Regions from separate parts of the Ovis aries genome. Here region 1 is linked to region 2. The links are chromatin contacts, called in public Hi-C maps. All regions are on one chromosome and are shown on one strand. Each heading gives the region's core, a stretch centred on a gene start, on an enhancer-like site or on the middle of the called end of the contact. The rest is flanking DNA. Distances are from core to core; before and after follow the strand shown.

Region 1 (7,291 bases), core at 2,453-4,952, 190 kb before region 2:
CTTTTAAAAACTGTTTATGCTTTATTTTAAAAATGCTTGCCACAGAATATTTAAATTTGAATTTTTATACAATTAAATTTCCATTAAGTCCTAAGATGTTCTGTTATGAAAAGTTTGGAGTGAATGTGAATAGAATCCACCAAAACTACTATTTTTTTTTCACTGTGGTGCTTTGGTTTACAGCTAATAAAATAGCTAATAAATCAGTAACAGATTTATTGTACTAGCAGGAGAGTGCTAGCCCCTTAAAGTTCAGTCAACTTGCATTTTTTTTCCTCCTTAGTGCAGTCATAGGCCAAATTCCCATTCCCCATCATCTCTGTTTCCTTTACTTTTAAAGGGAATATTGCATTCTGACAAAATAATTCAGCCACGGGATATACAGACATTCCCTGGTTTGTGATGGATTGATTGAAGATTTTTTGACTATATGATGGTGCAAAGATATCACACATTTAGTAGACACCATACCTCAAATTCTAAATTTTGATAGTTTCCAGAGCTAAGGATATGCAGTACAACAGGCTGGGCAGGGCAGGGGAGAGTAAGGAGCCGCAGCTTTCAGTCAAGTACTAGATGACAAGATTAGATAACTGAGATACTTATAACCATTCTGTGTCCACACGGCCATTCTGTTTTTCACTTTCACTGCCAGTATACAATAAATTACATGAGATACTCAACACTTAATTAAAAAACAGGCTTTGTGTTAGGTGATCTTGCCAACTGTATGCTAATATAAGTGTTATGCTTAAGGTAGGCTAGGCTAAGCTATGTTGATAGGTAGTTTAGGTGTATTAAATGCATTTTTGACTTAGGATATTTTCAATTTATGATGGGTTTATCAGGACCACCATTGTAAATTGAAGAAAATCTGTAACGATCACCTTCTACTTTGTTTTCTATTCTTTTTTCCCTGCTATCTTTAGACTAATCCCCAGAATTAAAAATTTCTTGGCTGAACCTGAATAATTCCCCTCTGAACAAATTATTTTCATAGAAAAGCATGTGCAAATTGCCTCACAGACACTTCTCTCTACAAAGCTGCTCCTTGACTTTAAACACCAGCTAATCATCTGTTTGGCAGAAGCAGTCAGAGCTAACCCAATGCCACCTTCCTGCCTTTCACTCCACATAGTGATTGCTTGTATCTCACTTCCTAGAACTGTTTATTATGCTTCGCTTTACATCTTTGAATATAATTGCATGTTTTCTCTAGTTATGTCTTCCTCATTAAATTAGAAATGTCTCAATATTAGACAATATTTTCCAATCAGGGATGGACTATTGTTTGCCTGCAGAGCTATGAATTTAAATGTAGTGAGTAGTGAAAGTCGCTCAGTCCTGTCTGACTCTTTGCGACACCATGGACTATAGCCCACCAGGTTCCTCTGTCCATGGGATTCTCCGAGTAAGAATACTGGAGTGGGTTGCAGTGCCCTTCTCCAGGTGATCTTCCTGACCCAGGGATCGAACCTGGGTCTCCTGCATTGCAGGCAGATCCTTTCAAATCCCTTCCTTCCAATTCTCATAATCTGATTCTAGTTCAGGCACTCATTCTCTCACTTGGTTACTGTAATCATCTAATGATTTACCTGGCCTCTGGTCTCTGAACTGTGGCAATTCACCATTGATTTCCTTCCTAGTCCTCTTTCTAAGCACAGTTCTAATGGTGTTGGTGGCCAAGCTGAAAGGCCTTTGATGGTCCCGCACTGCTTACAAGCGCTCCCCAGGTGGTGCTAGTGGTAAAGAACTTGCCTCCCAATGCAGGAGATGTAAGAGACACGGATTTGATTCCTGGGTCAGGAAGATCCCCTGGAGGAAGGCATTGGCAACCCACTCCAGTATTCTTACCAGGAGAATCCTATGGACAGAAGAGTCTGGTGGGCTTCAGCCCATAGTGTCACGAAGAGTCGGACACGACTGAAGCAACTTAGCATGTATGCGCTGCTTGCAAAATAAAATCCCCAGCCTTTACAATCTGGTCCTATCTTCCCTTCCCATTCCAGTCACTTACCCTTTCTACTCTGTATTCTATGAGCTATTAACTGTTTACCAAATATGTCTTTGCACATTCCCATCTGTCTTTATTCATTTTCTCTTTCCCAAAGATGGGCTTCTCCAACTATTCATATCTCACTTTTCAATTATGATCTAGCTTAACAGGATCACCTCAACAACTTTTTTGCTGTTGCTAGTCAACTTGTTTCTTCTTCTTCCCAGAACATGTTGTTTATGACTCAGTTTTAGAACTTACCATCTGCTCTATACTCCAGAGGGGGATCTATCTCTGTCTCCTATTTATCTTGTGAGCAACTTGAGGGCATGGATGACGGTTTATTCATCTTTCTATGGTCACAGCCTGGCAAGTGGAGTGGGAGGAGGAGAATCATTCTCCCTGGGAAAGAAGAAAATACAATATTTCTAATGACATAAGAAATATGTCATTAGAGGGGAATTTTCCAGCCTGTTTCTTGGAAGAAGTTCAAAATTTTAAATTTAGACATTCACTGTACCTGAAATAACTTCCTGGAACTAGAGTTCAGAGCCCTTCTTATAAAAACCACTCTTTCTAGAAGTCAAATTTGTAACTTGTGGGACATGGAAGTTAAGTTTCTAAACCAGCCTTATCAAACTCAGAAATCTACCCCCTGAGTTCAGCTGCCAATTACACATCTTCTGTGCAACCCTGCTAGCTATTGGAATTTATCAAAAGGAAATTCTATAGGTAGGTTAAGAATAACTGTGATCTGGTAACTTAGACAAAAATATGTTAAATTCAAAACCAAACGGAGACCAGTCTTAATTCCTTGGGCAGACGAAACCAACTTAGTCACTTTTTTGGAAATAATAAGCAAAATTTGAACTGCTTCTCAAGGCTGATATGAGGTAACCCATGAAAATTCTATTATAACCAATCACTATGAAGAAGAAAAAAGTCACTACCTTCTCACCATATAAGCTGCTTTATAACAATATACCCCGATGCCTCACTCAGTATCTTGGTTTGAGCGATCCTAGTTGACAAACTGTCTCTTTGGTGTGTGCACAATATCCATTTACTAATTACTACTTCAGCGATTTATTGGTTTTACTTCACTTATTTCTGAGCTTTTGACAGTCAATGACACCCTACTGTCCTGGGATCTATACCTACTCTCGTCACCACCAGTCAACTGGCACGTGGCTTTAAGGACATCTCCGTAATTACTTGTAATTCCTTGAGTGCGTGGCAGTTACTTCGCTTTCGTTCACCATTCACCATTTGATTCTGTGCCAGCAAGACGTCCGGATGCTTGGCCACTGGCACCGCCGAACCTGGCACCAGGATCGTGGCCTTTCCCAGTCAACGCCGGACCGAGAGAAGCCGGCAATCCCAGCCAGCAGGGAGCGAGGGCTGAAGTTGAAGAGGGGCGCGCAAAGTCCGGCCCGCCAAGCGCCGCGACGCCTGGTGGGTATCAATAAGGAGAACCTCCAGGCCGCCGCTCGGCAGAGCCTCAGCGCCCTCACGCCACCCGGGTGCGCTCGAGGCTGATCCGCGCCGCCGGGCCCCCTTCTCTAGAGGCCGTGGGGGCGGGGTCCGGCGGGGCGCGCGCCGGCGCGTGGAGGCCAGGGCGGCGGCGGAGCGCGCGCGGCGAGGGAGGGGCGAGCGGGGCGGGGGCGCGCGGCGGCGGCTGCGGCCTGTGGCGCCGTCACCCGGCAGAACCCAGCTGGTGGCGGGAGGCGCCGCTCGCCTTGCAGTTGTCGCTGCCGTAGGCGCGCCGAGACGGATCCGGGCTGCGCCGGGGGCCGGCCCACCCTCGCGCCGCCGTCCTTCGGCCCGCGGGCCGCGGGGTTCCGTTATCATGTCGTTGGGGCAGTGGCTGGCCCAGCTGATGAGCAGTTTGCAGGACCCGCAGAAAGTGGCCCGTTTCCAGCAGCTGTGCGGGGTGGAAGCGCCGGTGAGCTGCACAGCCGCGGCCGCCGCCGACCCGAGGGAGGATGAGAAGGCGGAGGCGCACCTCGCCGGAGAATCCCGGCGCAGAGAGCGGCAGCCGGGGGCGTCCGGAGGCCCTCCGCCGCCCGGGAGCGACCGCAATCAGTGCCCGGCCAAGCTGGGCGACGGCGGCGCCCCCAACGGCGTGCGGAACGGGCGGGCGACCAAGGTGGGCCCAGCCTCGCCGCGGCGCGCGGGGCTTCTGCGCCGCAACTCGCTGACGGGCGAGGAGGGCCAGTTGGCCCACGTGAGTAACTGGCCTCTCCACTACCTGTTCTGCTTCGGCACGGAGCTGGGCAACGAACTCTTTTACATACTGTTCTTCCCCTTCTGGATCTGGAACCTGGACGCCCTGGTGGGCCGGAGGCTCGTGGTCATCTGGGTGCTGGTCATGTACCTGGGCCAGTGCACCAAGGACATCATCCGCTGGCCGCGGCCCGCCTCGCCACCCGTGGTCAAGTTGGAGGTTTTCTACAACTCTGAGTACAGCATGCCCTCCACCCATGCCATGTCCGGCACCGCCATCCCCATCTCCATGATCCTCCTCACCTATGGCCGCTGGCAGGTAAGGGTCCCTGTCCTCTCCCCGCACAGCCTCCGAGCCCTCGTTGCTCTCCGCAGTCGCTTGATTTTGGCCATTCCCTTCCCAGACTTCTCTTTCCACAGGTTTTCACAGTACCCTCCAAACAGGCCCTTTCTACCTTAAATAATGATAATGAAACGGTAGGGAAAACCTAAGACTTAGCCATCAAACTCTTATTTTAATAGTAATGCTTTTCTTGGAACCTAAGGAAATACCGTTCGTGGAGTAATACATTATCATCGGGCTTTAGTTGAGTTGATAAAAGGTTTTTAATTCTTGTGATGCACAGACTGTCATTATGATTAAGTATACCGTGCTTATAATTAGTCGTTGGGTGATTAAGATTCACCCGTTTTATACGGTGCCTTTCCCCAGACTGATCTGTGTCTCAGGCGTAGGTAAAGTTATTGACTTTTTCTGGTGACAGTGTTTGTAAAATAAACATGGTCATTCAGGCAATGAAGTAATGAATTTGAAACGAAAGCCATGCTTAGTGGAAGTTAATGGTGCACCGCCTGAGTGCTCTTTTTAAGGGGTGTGGTTGCTAATTTGCTGATAGACACAATTTAATTAGCTTTTGGATCACTGATCTGTACTGTCAGTTGTTGAGCTACAGAATGTTGAATTAGCTTTGCAAATGCTTGGTTTTAGTTGGTCTTAAAAGTAGGGATCTTGGTCAGACCAGTGGGCTTGTAAAAATGGTCAGTATGATAGCCTGACAGCCAGGAATGAGTGAGTTTTTAAACAGGAAAACTTGTATATTTTGCGTACTACTTCTGGCCTCCCATTTTTCGGTTTTTCATGGTCTGTAAATGCAGATTTAAAAGCTAGATCTTTTTTATATAGAAGCAAACTTTCTTTTTAGACTGATGTCTGTTTTATCTGGTCACTTTAAAATTCTTTTTGAAGTTCAGTTGGTTTACAATGTTGTGTTAGTTATCTGTCTTTTAAATTGTAAGGAGGTTTGTTCCTTCTGCAGACCAGTCCCTTAATTTAACAACAAAGTTAATAACTATGAAGAATCTAAGGAATCAGACTTCTTGATTTCCATCCCCCCCATTATAGCACAAAATTATCTTCTGAGAAATACACATCCTGTGTAAACTCTGTTATGGTAAAGTTACCTGTCTCAGACTTAATTTCAGTATAGATAAACCCTTGTCCTCACAGACACTTCTGGGCAGTGCATCGCTTACAGACTGTGGAAAATGTGTAATGTGTGTAATAAGAATGGCAGAATTATGAGGGAAGAGTACCATGAATGTTTTTTTCTTTTTCCCTATGCAACCTAAGGAGTTACACACAGTAATGTTCAGATTGTAAAGTAATGCTGCTTGTTTTGCATAATAGGTAAATATCTCAAATACACTTAATCTAAATACTTCAGAGTTTAAGATTGTCATTGAGTTATGATATTTACTGGTTAGCTAATGATGTTTCTCTAATTTTTATGAGATTTTTCAGGATTCCGTAATGATAGAGCCTTTTTAAACTCCTCATTGAGTAGCTATGTTGCAAGCAATTAATTTTTAGCAGTCCAAGTAAGAGAAAGTAGTTTTTTTCCTCTTCATTCATTGAGAGCACATGTTAACAGGAAGTCTGAAAACAGTACCACGGGATGCATCTATCAGTATTCTAACACTTCAGGGTTATTTGAATTACCAGAGTATGCTTACAGTATAGTTTTTCAACAACCTAGTATATTTAATTCAAAGTTTGAGGGCTTTGTATGTCATACAGTTTTAGAATTAGAGCTAGTCAGGACTTAAACGTCTCCTGGTTTCAAACTGTCATTTTACAGATGTTGAAACTGACCAGTTACAGTAGAATTAATCTTGTAAAATTTGTTTATTCTTTTACATGTCCATTACAGGTTTGAATAAACTTCCAAAATTTGAGTAATTATTTGTCTTTGATTAGTTGTTTTGAAAAAAAGACTCCCTTACATGAAAGTTCTGTATTAATAAATGGTTGTAATAATTCAGTACAAAAAACCTAAATGACCTTTTAATTTTTTTTACTTTTTTGTTTAAAAACCTTGTTATGAATTGAAAACAAAAGTACCATGCTTTGCTTTAAGGTGTTTTGGTCCTCTTCTCTGCCAATTAGTACTGTAGTACTTAGGAGGCTTGTATTTCCAGAGTGAGTAATGAAAAAATGTATGTATTGTGAAGTGGGATAGGAATTAACAGTGAAAGCCTAGTGCTTTTCTAAGTAACAGCAGTTTTGGCTCACAGTCGCCGTCTGCTTGTGCTCCTGCTGCTTGTTCACGACAGGTGTGTTTGTCTCTACTTGCCTAGGATGCTGAAACTTCTCTGGACACTTGAGTTATCTCCCTTTGGTAGGACATCTGCTTCACTCCTCCCTTCATGCCACTTCCTGTTCCTGCTTGAAATCTGGTCATGGTTCACTTACATGAAACCTTTTAAGTGAAACCTTTAAGTTTTATTATTCGTGAGTTCTTTAAATAACGGTAAGCCGGAAAAATTATTAGGGGCTTGCATCAACTGCAGTTCCTATAGTTTACCCCCAGAGATTCTGATCCATTAGATAAGTAAGGGGTATTGCATTTTATTGAAATTCCCTCAATATTTTTGAGGAAAAAAAACATGTACTTTCTGAAGTCCCATCCAGTAAAATTAGTATATTTGATCCTTAGACTATATTTTATATTTCTCCAACATTGCTGTTCTTTTGCAGTTCTTTTAAAGGCATGTTAATAATACAAAAAG
Region 2 (7,239 bases), core at 849-3,348:
CTCCACGGTTTATTGATATGGCAGGAAATACTCCATTTCTCAACTGCTTTGTACTCTCCTGGAATATACATACCCCTTGGAGGCCTGGACCTCCTTTAGAAACTATCAGTTCAAGGAACAATCTCACATAGGCAAGGATTTTTCCATTTAAAAAAACCTACTCATTTCAGTTACTCAGCCATTTTATAGAAAGTGAAAGAGTTTTGAAATGAATTGTCTTTATAGAGATCCATAATTTGCAAGCAAAATCCCCACTCTACAAAATGTGAAATATTCTAAGCAACAGCTGTGAGCATTTCAAACAAGCACTACTCTTTGACAGTTCAATTGTTGCCAAGGGAAACTGAGTTGGTTTAAAAATCTTCCCTGGTTTAAATTCTGCATTTACCCTAAATCAGAAATTGAGCAAAGAAGTACTGCATGGCTGGGACACTGAATTTTTCATGAAGACTGGTATGGGAAATTTAGATGTGGAAATGCAAGTTTCTTGAAGGTGGGAGGGAGACTGGTATTCTAGCCAGTTTTATAATGCTCAGGGGAGATGGAACTTTTCAGAGCAAACACAGACACTATAGTGGCCAATCATCTGGAGCCAGTGGGGGAAACCCACTTCCATCTAAGAGCACCAACTTTTTCGGCTTCCTATATTTTTAATGACAAATTTTTTTTTTTCATTCAAGACTCATTTTTGGGGATATGCATAGAAATTTGCAACACTTGAGTGTTAAACAACACAAACAAGAGAAATAAAAGCATTTCTTTTTCCTGCTGTTAGTTGTATGCATGGGACAGTTTTACTTACATGGAAAACATGATATAATGCCAAGTGGAAAAGTTCAAAGTCTACAGAAAGGAATACACAATCAATTTTAAAGAAGAAAATGCTGGAGGGAAGTACACCAAAATGCTAACGGTAGTTGTCTCTGGGTTGAATGATTATAAATGCTTGCTTTTTTTTTTTTCATTATCCAAGTTTTGAACATTTGGTACCTTGGCATTTGTACTTAATTTTTTTTTTTCATCCTCTCAAAAGACAAATGTAGCATGCACTCGAACAGAGCAACGGTTCAAGAATATTCTCTGGTAATGCACCACTTCGGCTGTTCACTCAGTCGTGTCCGACTCTTTGCGACCCCATGGACTTCACCACTTGGCTTAGGGCTCACTAAGAATACAACCATGTCTCTAAATATTTAATCACTTGTTCTAGCTAGAGTTAAGTGAAGCCTTCGCCGCAAACTCTTTCGGATCCAACTTGCCAATTAAAAGCTCCCAAACTCCCACGGTTTGGAGCTGGGCTTCCCTGAGCTCTGTGCAGCGGGTTAGCCCAAGCGGCTGTTCTCAGTAAATGATCTCGGGGCTTAGAGACAGCGTTCCCACCTGCGCCCGCCACACCGACCTGGCCCCAACCAGGCTTGCAGCAGCTCCAGGGAGCTGACATTCAAAATAGAGGTTCAGGAAAAAGGAGACGAGGACGAGAGAGAACTCGAAGCGATATCCAACCCTTGGCCGGGTCCCAGGGGTTCGGATTTCGGTGCCAGGCCTCCCACAAGGTGGAGCGGAGAGCGACTGCTGGGGGTTTACGGCCGCGAGCCGCGAAGGGCCCATTTACAGGAGCAGCGGCGCTCGTTCCCGTCGCGAGGGTCAGTCTCACGGCTGAAAGGGGAGGAATCGAGGGCCGGGGATTACCCGACCCTTGCCCTCGGAATCCTCAAGTTGCAGACGACCGCCGCCCAGAGGTTCCGCACTGCACAGAAACCCTTCGTATTTATGTCCGCTGCACACCTCCCGAGCTTTAGCAGCTCCAGTTAGGCCTATTCGCTGCAGCAGCTCTTTTCATCGGCCTACCCTACGGTTTGGCGGAAGCGGCGGCAGCGCGGCCTGAGAACGCGGCTGCATCCGGGTTCTTCTCGCCGTAGTCCAATCCTTGGTCTCCTCTCTTCCCACCCTCCTGTTTCCCCCCCCCCCCCCCCCGCCGCCAATCCGCGATCGGCTCTCAGCCGAACATGCTGACAGGGGAGTGAAGGCGCACGCCGACCAATGAAGCTTTGCTTCCCGTTTGAAGTTTCCAGTGAGTGGGCGCCGGAGGCGGGCGCTGCTGGCGAGAAGGTTCGGTTGCGCGTGTGCCATGGACTCAGCCGCCCGGTGATATTGACAATAGGAGAGAGAAAGGGGCATTGACGGGGACCCACCGCGGGTATCAAACTGAGGCTCTGGCAGCAGCGGCTCCAGCCCCAGCGACTCCTCCTCTTTCTCCTTCCTTCTCCTGCTGCTGCTGCGGCTTCAGTCTTCCTCCCTCCCTTCCCCCCTCCCCTCGTCGTCGCTTCTGCCGCCGGGTCCGAGGCAACGAGCAGAGGCGCCGCCCGCCGGGAATGTGAGCGAGGAGCCACCGGCGGAGCCGCAACGGGTCGGTGCCGATTTGATGGGACGGGCCCGCGGGGGAGGATCGTGAGGCCCCTGCCGCCGCGGGAGCGCTGAGGTTCAGGTCCGGCTGTGAGGCCTAGAGGCGCCGCCGCCGCGGAACCGGAGGGACGCCGCGCCGGACAGCCGTCGCCCCGGGCTCCCTGCCGCTGTCCGGACCTCCCCCTGCACGTCCCTGTCCCGCCACCCGCCCCCGCTGCGGCCCTCTCTCCAGTCTCCCGCCCCTCCGAAACCACAGATCATCTTTGGATTCTTCTCCAGAAGCTTCAAGGTAACTTCGTCCCTCCAGCCTCGCGGCTTGTCCGCTTCCTTTCCTCCTTGCTTGCCTCTTCCCCGTCCTCCTGGAGAACCCGCAGGGCACCGGCCTCGGGAAAGGCCTGGCCCGAGCTGGCGAGGGGTGCGGTGGGATGAGGCGCGGGAGAGGGAGCGTCGGTCCCACTTGTCTGATTTACCTGCAATTGCTTCTGATGTTGTCTCTCGTTCTGTTTGCCCCCTCCCCCCCTTTTTCTCCACCTTCCGGCACTGGAGGCGTATTCTTGTCCCCCTTTATCCACTGATGGAGGCGGAGGGGGGAGGAAAGGGGGATTGGTGTAGTGAGAAGGATTCTGTAGCAGCTTAGCTTCTCCAGGGCTTCGGGTAGTGGGGGGATGGGGTGGGTGGGAGCAAAGGGAGTGTGTGAGCATCCCTACAGACCAACCCCTTGTCTGTCTTTCTTCTCCACCCCAGCACCCTCTTTGGATTATCCTGAGCCGTGGAAATGCCCTGTGCCTGCTGCTCAGAGGATGATAAAGCTTGGGCGCTCTAGTTCGGGGCGAAACCTGTTTCCCCGGGCTTTGCACCGACCCGCTGCAAAACACGTTCAGTTCTGCAGCGCTTTAGGGTTGAGATCCTTGACGTTTATCCTGGGCCGCGGGCATAAGGGTCAAGTGATTAAAAAAAAAAAATTTTTTTTTTTTTTGCTACCAGTAACATCTCTATGAGACGTGAAGAATAAAGGGGAGACAAAACGAGTGATGGAGGAACAGGATTTACGGAAATTTTGTGTTGTGAGGGTTACATGTAATCTAAATAACTCATACCAGATTGGAAAAGAAAGCTGCCCCTAAATTTGCAACATACAAACGTGATGTGGAGCTTCTTGTAGATGCACTCATTATGAATTTTTAAGTGATCTTCTGCAGTCATTCATGCTTGGCAATTATCTATCACATTGTATTTGAGGCTAAATTAGGTAGATTGCTAAAAAACTTTTTTTTAAAAAGAGCCAAACGGACTTCAGCATCCCAAACCTCAGCACTATAAGGTCTTGTTTGTTCTTGATTTCTGTTTTTGTTATTTTTGCTCTGTCAGAATTCTGCTAATCCAGGTAACTTTTTATTCTCACACGTTCAGAAAGAAACTCCCTTACTCTTTTATTTAGAGGTTAAAAACCACTCATGTTATGTAGGGATGCCAGGTGAGTGATTGCATTTCAGCATTTCCACTATGTGCCTTATTTCTATTAAAGACTGCCATTTATTTTACATGGGGCATGGTGGAGCTTCTGTGCCATGGAAATGAGGGCATCTGTTTAAATTGGTGAATGAAACTGAGCTTAATGCTTGTTACTTTTAGGAAATAGCCTTCATTTTATATAATTTGAGAAGGTTAAAGAAAATCTCAAGGAACTGTTCTGTTCCATTAGTTTGATGGAATGAAAATTAATATTTGATGATGAACTTCAAGGGAACTCAACTTTGTTGTCTAAGTAGGCTGTGAATTTAGGTTCTTAGGTCAATTTTGGTGCATGATTTCATCATAGTTTTTAAGCTTTAGTAACATCAGATGGCTTCTTTCAAAAAGACTTCTTTGAAATGATTTTAATTATGCCCTTTATGTGTTCTGTTTAAAGTAATCTAGCCTGTCTTCATTGGTGGTATGGTGTCGTTTATCTTAGCTAGGACATTGCATTAAAAAGTCATGCCTTGTTAGTTCAGAAATTGTAAATTTCACCTTGCTGTGATCCATTGGTGTAGATTCTTGAAGTACCATAAGGATTTCAACTCCAGAGCCCATTCATAATATTAAATATCTTGGGAAAATGTATCGATGGAAGTTTTCCAGTTGCAGAATAGCTCCAAAATTAATTTAGGATCTCAAGATGAGAAGAGCTGTGCAGTTAAAAAATGAGTACATGGCTTAGAGTTTTTTCAGGTATAAATGAACATCTTTACCGCATATTGTAGAAGCAGCACAAGGCATTAGCATTACAATATTGTTTATATAGTACTTATATTCTATTTTCCACCAAGTTTTTCTGTTTTCCCATTGAATATAGAACTGTTAATTGATTTTGCTTTTTTCCCCCCCATATTCTCATTTTAAAAAAAAGTGTGTGGGAGTTTTAGAATTTGTGTAACTCACTTGTTTGCTTCCACCTTGGGGGTATGTGGATGATACTTCTTTCTCTTCAGTAGGGATATGTCCTCAGCACCAACTACTCCTCCATCAGTGGATAAAGTAGACGGATTTTCTCGGAAGTCCGTCAGAAAAGCCAGACAGAAGAGGTCGCAAAGTTCCTCACAGTTTAGGTCTCAAGGCAAGCCTATTGAGTTAACACCTCTGCCGCTGCTAAAAGGTAAGGCTCATGACCAGGTGATGGATTCCTTTTCAATTGATCTTTTTATATCTGTATATAATTTTCTTTTTGTAAGTTCCATATTTGTTAAAATTCTTTGTTGCAAGTTGAAGGAATGGGAGACTTTTCAGACATGTTTTAGACAAGTTACTGGTCTGTGACCAGGTATACCCACTCCCCCTTTTAGAGGGCTCAGTTGAACCTAAATAGCCATGGACAGATGAAAAAAAACTTATTATCAGGAGTATCTCTAACACTGATAAATAGAAAAACTAAACGCCACAGAAACTTTAAGGTGTCTGGGTCTGTGTTTTTCTTTTTTTCTTCTGTTGAGATTTAGATGTATACATTGTATGCAATGACACCTATAAATTGTACAATCTTAATCACAGGAAGTAGTAGAGGATATGGTACCATTAACTTATATATAGAAAATGATACTTGAAATAATTCTTTTTTTCAAATTGAGAAAAAATGGTCAGTAATTGATTACCCGCATTCTTGTTTTCAGATAGTACAAACAGGAAATGGATTTGATGATCATTCTTGTTTGTGGAATTAATTATGGATAAGTTCTTATGAGAACTGTTTTTTTTCTAAATTAGACTTTATTCTCAAAGGAAATTTAAAAACTTGGTTTCCTTTAAGCTCAAAGGAAATAAAAAACTTGGTTGCTAGTTAGTGCACATTTATTTCTATAATGATTTGTGAAATTGTTACAAAGGTATTATAAGAAAGGTATCATAAGAAAAGCTGAAAAAAAAAAAGAAAAAGAAAAGCTGGAGTGGGACTAGAAAATGTAGCGGAGGATATTTCAAGCTTCTGTTTTTCCCATAGGAATTTATGCTTATGTTTTTCCCAGTGTAAACTTGAAGTTGGTGGACATGAAATGAATATTGATTACTGTAGAGATGATATATCTATAGTTAATGAAGATGAGCTCATATGAGTTTGGTGGAGAGAATTTTTGACTAAAGATTTTGCTGGTAAACATGAGAATAGTCTTTATAAGACTTTGAAAGAAAAATGAAAGAAAAACTTGCTAGGGATAAAAGTAGCCATGCTTGAACTACAAAGTTGGGAGGTATATTTGGGTTCTTTACTAATTTATTTACTCTGAAATGGACAGGTGATAACTACTATCATCTCTGTCTTGCAAAGAACTTTATTCTGAGGAAGCAGTTTAAACTTTCTTAGAACAGATTTCAACTTTGTTGTATTAATTTCTTGGGGTCCATGGTAAACATTTAAATTGGAATTTAACTGACCACTCAGAGCCATGATGTTGGGTCTTGTGAGTAGTGACAGAGGCATGCATGAGGCAGATTTGGCTCATGTTTCAACACTTTGTTGTTTCTTACCTTATTTAAAAAAATGTGGTAAAATATATATAACATAATGTTGGTCATCTTACCTGTTTTTAAGTATGCATTAGGTATGGCATTTACCTTTGCGTTGTGAAGGCATCCATCCCCATCTCTCATCTCCAGGACTTGTTCATCTTTCCCCAACTGAAATCCTGTGTCCATTAAATAAATACTGCCTCCCCATTACCTCTGCCCCTAACCTCTTTGCAGCCCTCATTCTACTTTCTGTCTGTGAATCTGAATACTTTAGGTATCTTGTGTAAGTGGAATCCTACAATATTTGTCTCTCTTGTGGTTGGCGTATCTCGCTTAGTGTAATGTCCTGAAGATTCATCCATGTTGTAGCATGTGTCAGAAGTTCTTTCCTTTTAAGGCTGATTAATATTCCATCACACATACACACACACACACACTCACTCATGCACACAAAACTTACGTTTTTCCACCTTTTGGTTATTGAGAATAATGCTGCTATGAACATGGGTGTATAAATATCTGTTTGAGTCCCTGTTTTCACTTCTTTTGGGTATATACCCAGAAGTGGAACTACTAGGTCATATGTTTAATTTTTTGAGTAATTGCCATGCTGTTTTCCACAGCAGCTGCACCATTTTACATTCCTACCAGCAGTGCCCAAGGCTTCTTCCAATTTCTACACATTCTCACACTTACTCTTTTCTTTTTTTGATAATAGCAGTCATAATGTGCATAAAGTGGTAGTTATTGTGGTTTTTATTTCCCTAATGATCAGTGACACTGAGCATCTTTTCATGTGTTTATTGGCTATTTGTATTTCTTTTTCTCATGTTTTAAACGTAGTCCAATAGTACTGAA

What was found. A called contact is a pair of places that touch in the nucleus more often than the background predicts.
Region 1: a contact with region 2 is called in a Hi-C map of hypothalamus, with 2.6 times the contacts expected there. The contact joins the promoter of SGPP1 here to the promoter of PPP2R5E in region 2. A contact is called at or near these places in 5 of 16 Hi-C or Micro-C datasets (blood, hypothalamus, omental adipose tissue and 1 more).

What each region holds. Positions count from the first base shown.
Region 1 is chr7:74,062,491-74,069,781 of ARS-UI_Ramb_v3.0, reverse strand. SGPP1 (sphingosine-1-phosphate phosphatase 1) reads left to right here and starts at 3,702. Exons shown (of 3, transcript XM_004010713.6): 1 at 3,702-4,541. The coding sequence starts at 3,846.
Region 2 is chr7:73,875,262-73,882,500 of ARS-UI_Ramb_v3.0, reverse strand. It overlaps PPP2R5E (protein phosphatase 2 regulatory subunit B'epsilon), which reads left to right and starts at 2,098. Exons shown (of 14, transcript XM_012181791.4): 1 at 2,098-2,692; 2 at 4,875-5,038. The coding sequence starts at 4,882.